Linked DNA regions of Sus scrofa: region 1 is linked to region 2. Evidence: chromatin contacts called from public promoter capture Hi-C data. All regions are on one chromosome and are shown on one strand. The core of a region is the stretch at or near the end of the contact, and the rest is flanking DNA. Distances in the headings are between cores, read along the strand shown. Region 1 holds the start of AUH (methylglutaconyl-CoA hydratase, mitochondrial). Region 2 overlaps AUH (methylglutaconyl-CoA hydratase, mitochondrial).

Region 1 (3,414 bases), core at 270-2,769, 140 kb before region 2:
GTCTGAGAGGTAAAAGGGAGACACTATAACTTGGAAGCCTAAGAAAGGTAAAGAGCGATGGAGTTGGCCTTCAAATTGTAGAATTTCATGGCCAATTCTCATTCTAGGTGTGCTCATAGCAGAGATTTAGGGCCTCGTGGGGAAGGCACCATTCAAGCTTTCCCTGGGTCTGGGAAGGGAACATCAAAGGATATGAGGGGCAGAGGAAGGCAAACAGGTGGCTTGGAGGAGAAGGCTGGGTGAGAGGCTTGGAGGTCTTCCAGAAGTGTCAATAACTAGTTGTCCAGGGCAGGCTTCCAGCTCAGTCCAGGGCAGCACAGACTCACTGGATTTGAATTAGGGTCCACGTGAACTGGGGCATCTATCATTTATTTTGCACTAATAACTAAACATTTCTTATAACCGTTTTTAGACTTACAGAAGATGTGAGAACACAGTACAGGGTTCCAGTAGAACCTCACCCCTAGCCTCTCCTACATTAATATGGTACCTTTGCTACAATCTATGAACCTGTAATGACATGTTATGAACTAAAGTCTATATTTGGATTCCCTTCATTTTTGCCTAAGTTCCACTTTCTGTTGCAGGATCCAAGCCATGATCGCACATTACATTTAGCTGCCATTTAGGTTTCTCTTGGTTGTGACAGTTTCTCAGACTTACTTTTGATGACCTTCACAGTTTTTTTGTTTTTTTTTTTGCCTTTTTGTCTCTTTTGTTGTTGTTGTTGTTGTTGTTATTGTTGCTATTTCTTGGGCCGCTCCCGCGGCACATGGAGGTTCCCAGGCCAGGGGTCGAATCGGAGCTGTAGCCACCGGCCTACGCCAGAGCCACAGCAACGCGGGATCCGAGCCGCGTCTGCAACCTACACCACAGCTCACGGCAACGCCGGATCGTCAACCCACTGAGCAAGGGCAGGGACCGAACCCGCAACCTCATGGTTCCCAGTCGGCTTCGTTAACCACTGCGCCACGACGGGAACTCCCTTCACAGTTTTAAAACTGTTCAGGAAAGGCCGTGCCACCTGCCTGAGATGGCGGGCTAAGGACCCCTGTGTTCTTTGACTGTTTTCCAGCCATTCCTGAACTCCGTATGGTGAGGATCACATATGTTTACAGGCACCTTTAACTGATAATTCACGGCTCTTATATGCATGAGTAAGTACACTTACCGAGTACACCGGTTATAAACAGGATCCCCTCGCAGAGCTGCCATCCTGTCAGCCAAACCTTAGTTCACTTTTGCAGGGAACACATGACCCGAGGGCATAGCCCAGGGAATGTAGGGAGGCGACTCTCTTCGGGGCGTTCTTATAGAATGTGTTCTACCCTAAAACATTGCGCAGTCTTGGAGAATTACTTCACCCTGCCTTTGCTGGACAAAGCATTACACTCTGTGTCAGGCAAGGGAGGCCTGTGCAAGGAGGATCTGGAACGAGGTCCTCGGTGTTGGGCGGGGCGAGCCCTCGGGGGCGGGGCCAGGGAGGGGCGACGCGGGGGCGGGGCCTGGGCGTGCCCTGCGGCGTGCAGCGACCGCAGGCCCACGCCGTAAACAGAGAACATGGCGGCGGCAGCGGGGGTACCTGGGGCCTTAGGTACCCTGCGGGCAGGCCGCGCCCGCTTGGTGGCTGCTTACTGTGCGGGGATCGGCCCCGGGTGGAGGCTCCCTGGCTCCTGGACCGGCCTGCCGGTAGGGCCGGCCATCTGGGCTCGGGGCTGGACGCCCGCGGCCGGGGGTGCGGCCTGGCGAAGGGGCTACAGCTCTGAGGCGAAGACGGAGGACGAGCTGCGGGTGCGATATCTGGAGGAGGAGAACCGAGGTGAGGGGCGCGACGCGGGCTGACGCCGGTCCTAGGAAGGGGTCGCAAGGTCGAGTGTCCGGGCTGACGTCCTTGTCCGCCGAGAGGCCTGGGGGGCCTTCCCCTCCCCCATCGAAGCATTGCAGCTATTTAGTGCTCTCCACGCTTAAAGGTGTCCTACGGAGCAGCTAACCTGTAAAAGCGGCCCTACTCAGCGCCGAAGACAGAAACGCAGTTTACGCCCTCAACTCTAGACGAGCCAAGGTCAATAAACCGGGTGTGTGATATTTGCTTCCAGATTTTGTTCTTGCTCTGTAATGGCTTTCTGTCAACTCAGATATCAGAGGGATAGTTTTAGAAGCTGCAGTGAGAGTGCACTTTATTATGCTGAACATATTTAAATTTAAAGCTGTTCATCTGGAGCAGTTTTTCCCTTTGTCCATTTTATCTGGTTAGTTTTGTGGTCTGTTTCACTTTAGTTAAACAGTTTTGAGCCTTGTCATGTTCTTCCAAGCGACTTGCTAAGGGAACACAATTGTAGTCGTATTGATCTTGCCCTTGAGCTACCTTCAGTGGGAGGAGACAGACTCATTAGCAATACAATGCGGTGGGAGTAAGATTGTGGGTGTGTGCCTTTCGGTGGAATTACTGTAGAAGCTCACTATCTTTGGCTTGCCTCGTTGGGAAAAGCTAAATGGATCATGAAAGGTGGAAATAGCAGTTTACCAGAAGAGCAGTTATTTAATTCTAACACGCAGTTATTGAGCACCTATAATCTGTTAAGCGAAAGTGCAAAAGGAGTTAAGTCATGTTTGCTGTCTTTAAGCAGCTACCAGTTTAGCGAGGAAGATGCTGGTGGTTAAAAGGCTATGCTAATTTAAAGCCTTGTTGAGAGCAAAGGGCAGTAATACGCCCAGCTGTATTTGGGGAGATTGGTGGAGTCCATGGGGAGTCATTAGGATTTCTTGCAGTGGAATTTGACGTTAATGAGGGTTCCTAGGCAAACTTGCTCTGCTTCCACTATCTTATGTGTAAAATAGGAGAAATAATACCAACTTTGTATGGCTGCTGTGAAGTTTAGATAAGAGTGTTAATATAAATTGCCCACTAGGTATCTAGCTCATAGTGGGTGCTCTGGAGTATAATGAGTTATTTCATGTGTTTATTTATTATTCCAGACAGAGACAAGAGCATGGTCAAAGGCATGGCTTGTGAAAATGTGTAGTGTTTTGGGGGAAATGGCTTAAAGCAAGCGTGGCTGTATTATTATGGCATGATTGGTAGAATATTGAGACATGCAGCTGGAAAGTAGATTGGCCCTGGAGTGATTAGAGCCGTGAATGCTACCATCTTTGGGGTAAGCTTAGTCTTGCTTGAATTTTGTTTACATTCGTTGTACCAGCAGTACCTTAGCTACAAAGGCATTGCGGGTACAGCTTGTAATGTGCACCATATACTGTATTTTTTTGTCCTTATGACTTAAAGGAGTGCAAATTGAAAGTAAATTTTCATAAAATCTCTGGAAGGTCCTTCAGTTAGAATTCAGATGGCTTAAAGAGAAGAAATCAGAATATAAGACAATAAATTCAGGATGTTTTCAACTACTTAAAATGTAA
Region 2 (3,032 bases), core at 179-2,678:
TGCGTAGTAGTATTTGTATTTTCCTGTTTCTTCAGTGTTCTAAGCCTTGTCGCCCAAAGTGTAATCTGTGGACTAGCAGTTCAGGCAGCCTCTGAGAGCAGCTTAGACGTGCGGAGTCCCCAGGCCATTCCAGATCCCTGAACCTGCATCTCCATTTTAACAACGGGTTTGGGGATTTGTGTGTGCATAGGGAAGTTTGACCAGCACCTTCCTTGTCTGATAAAAGTGAATGGCTAAGATTCTTATTGAGAGGAGCACTCTGTTAAAAAAAAAAAAAGAATTAATAATCTTAAAAATAAAAGACTAGTATGTGTACCATATATACAGATCTCATTTGGAAGAATTCTAGTTGAGATACTTGCCTAAATATCTCAGGTAACTGAAAACCCCTAGATAGGGGAAAATGGCATTTTTCATGTCCAAGTGCGCTTTGCATTCACTTATTAGAGTCCTTTGTTTTGCCTTTTATTTAGAGCCTCTTGTATTTTAATTTTTTAAAAATGCACCTTTTTTTTTTTTTCCTTTTTTTTTTTTTTGCCGAGCTCTCGGCACATGGAAATCCCCCAGGCCAGGGATCAAACCCACTCCAGAGCAGTAACCAGAGCCATGGCAGTGACAATACCAGATCCTTAACCCACTGAACCACCAGGGAACTCCCAAAAGATGCTTTAAAATATGCCATTCAATTCTAATTCACACTCATAAACAATATTTAGGAATTTAAGATGTGATCAAGTAACCACATTCCATCTGAGGGATTGTGGTTTTCTGTAATGTTTTCTTTCTCACGGAGGCCTCCCAGTCCTTTCCTCTGTGCCCTCACATATCCTGAAGGAGGTTTGTGGACTTCTAGCTTTTGTGTGATGTGGAAGCACTGCCTGGAGGACACTTCTTTACTAATGTATCATCATCGTGGTTAGTTAGCAGCGCTCATGGAAGAAAGATACAGATCCACCGCCTGGAACAGATATCTGTCCTCCATGGGGTTTTTCTGTTTATTTTGTTGGTTTTCGTGTGTGTTGTGTTGTGTAGTTTTGTGGTTTTTTTTTTTTTTTTTTTATTAAAGTATAGTTGATTTACAGTGTTATACTAATTTCTGCCATACAGCAAAATGACTTAGTTATACACATATATACATACACTCTTTTTAAAATAATTCCTTTCCATTATGGTTTATCCCAGGAAAGTGGATATATAGTTCCCTGTGCTGTACAGTAGGACCTGTTGTCTGTCCTGAACCCCATGTTAATCAATAGTGTCAGCCTCATTTCCAGCCCAAGTTTCCATCACACCACTGGTGGGTGTGTTCTTGTGTCAAACACTCTAGCTCCTTTTCTTTTTCCTACGTAACTTGCAGGGAGGTTTGCTGAACAACACAAAGCCCTCTGCTGGACACACAGCACCTGCTGCGCCCCAAGTATATACACTGTGCTGTGGAATCTGCATAGCCTGCTGCTGATGCAATAGGTTGTTAGAGTTGCTGTTTAGTTAAGACCTTGTAAGAGCCCTAAAATATGTTTTCCATCCACTGTCTTAAAACCATTGTCACTTCTATGCCATGAATCCAGCAAAGGGAGTTTCTGAATTTTACTGAGATATGCAACATGGTTTGCATAAATAATAACTAAAATATGTTTCTTTAATTTGAATTTTAGGGACCTGTTGCAATAAGAGTGGCAAAATTAGCAATTAATCAAGGGATGGAGGTGAGTACCTTAAGCTTGAGTTCTTTTTTGGAGTAGGTAGTATAGATTTAACTTAAATGAACCATTATTTTTTAATGTTCTAAATGATAGCTCTTTCACAGCTACTGTTACTGAAAGCTACTGAGGTTCTTTTTAGCTACAACAGTGATTTCATTCTGCTTCTAGCTTTTGTTGATTCGGTATCATAATCACAGAATTCAGTAGTTTCACTGATGCCCTGCAGTATATGCTTGTTGTTTTTGCCATTGAGTTAATAGACAGATTTGCTGGCTAGTAGTTCATAGAAAACCAAAAGAAAAGGGCATTCTGTGTATTCTCAGCACCAGTATCTGATTATAAGAAAAATAGACACACATAAACCCTGCAAGGGGCTGTGGGGTCACCCTGGAGAGATGGCTCCAAAGGAGTGGAGGCCCCAGGCCAGGGGAGAAGTAGGCAGGGCCAAGGAGCAGTGCAGGTACCTGTTTACATTGGGCTTTTCATTACAGCAGTTGTTTGTTGGATAAATTATGGGAATTTTGAAGAAAACTACCTCTTCCTTGCAGACCCAGAGGCCACTATATCTTCCTTGTCTTGAGAGCAGTTGAAAGTGATTGAATTTGTTAGCAATAAATCCCTTGCTAATAGCAAAAACCTTACATGAGGGTGTATATATATACATCTTATGTGTGTGTGTATATCTATATCTATATATCTTATGTACTTTGTAAAGACTTCACCTACATTAAGTCATTTGAGCCTCCTAGTAACCCAATTTGGTAGCTACTATAATGAGCCCCTTGTTTGGGTATACCTCTCTGAGGCAAGAGAGGTTAAATAACCTGGGTAACCAGGTTACACAGCTCCCACGTGGTAGCATCAGAATTTGAACCCAGGCAGCCTGGTTCTAGAGCTTCTCAAGCTGGTCATACGTCTGACTTGCTGTATTACATCAAAGCATTCTGTTCTTTTGGAATAAGGTTATTAAATTTCGGTTTATATTTCTATTACCTATACCATATTACCTATACCATGCTCTTGCTGAAATGAATTATATTTTTATCCTCAGGTTGATTTAGTAACAGGATTAGCCATAGAAGAAGCTTGTTATGCTCAGGTATGTAATACAATCATGGATTCATTGAGGATACCCCTTACCTTCTGTACAAGTGAAGTAATTTCTATGTCACTGAGCAGATTAGACTCATGCCAGTTACGGAATCAGACAAATGAAATTACTTGTTTCTGCTATTTGACCATTACCCGCTCATACAACTGATTCTGTTCCACATTCTAATGACTCTTCTCTATGTAATTTAGAAAACTCCGAGAATAGTTAAGTTAGTA

The links. Promoter capture Hi-C pulls out the DNA fragments that hold promoters and counts their contacts.
Region 1: a contact with region 2 is called in a promoter capture Hi-C map of liver, with 5 times the contacts expected there. The contact joins the promoter of AUH here to the enhancer-like site in region 2. A contact is called at or near these places in 1 of 5 promoter capture datasets (liver), 6 of 47 Hi-C or Micro-C datasets (embryonic fibroblasts, fetal heart ventricle, liver and 1 more) and 2 of 2 datasets of contacts at active chromatin or transcription factors (alveolar macrophages and skeletal muscle).

What each region holds. Positions count from the first base shown.
Region 1 is chr14:2,544,434-2,547,847 of Sscrofa11.1, reverse strand. It overlaps AUH (methylglutaconyl-CoA hydratase, mitochondrial), which reads left to right and starts at 1,519. Exons shown (of 8, transcript XM_013990241.2): 1 at 1,519-1,819. The coding sequence starts at 1,561.
Region 2 is chr14:2,403,732-2,406,763 of Sscrofa11.1, reverse strand. AUH (methylglutaconyl-CoA hydratase, mitochondrial) reads left to right here. Exons shown (of 8, transcript XM_013990241.2): 6 at 1,656-1,706; 7 at 2,755-2,802. Among named protein-coding and RNA genes, the nearest start is that of AUH, 140 kb to the left of the region's middle. Within about 2 kb of position 1,428, at least 14 of the 83 cell types and tissues checked have an H3K27ac peak or open chromatin away from gene starts, as enhancers often do. A contact at or near this core is called in embryonic fibroblasts and liver, where this site is marked.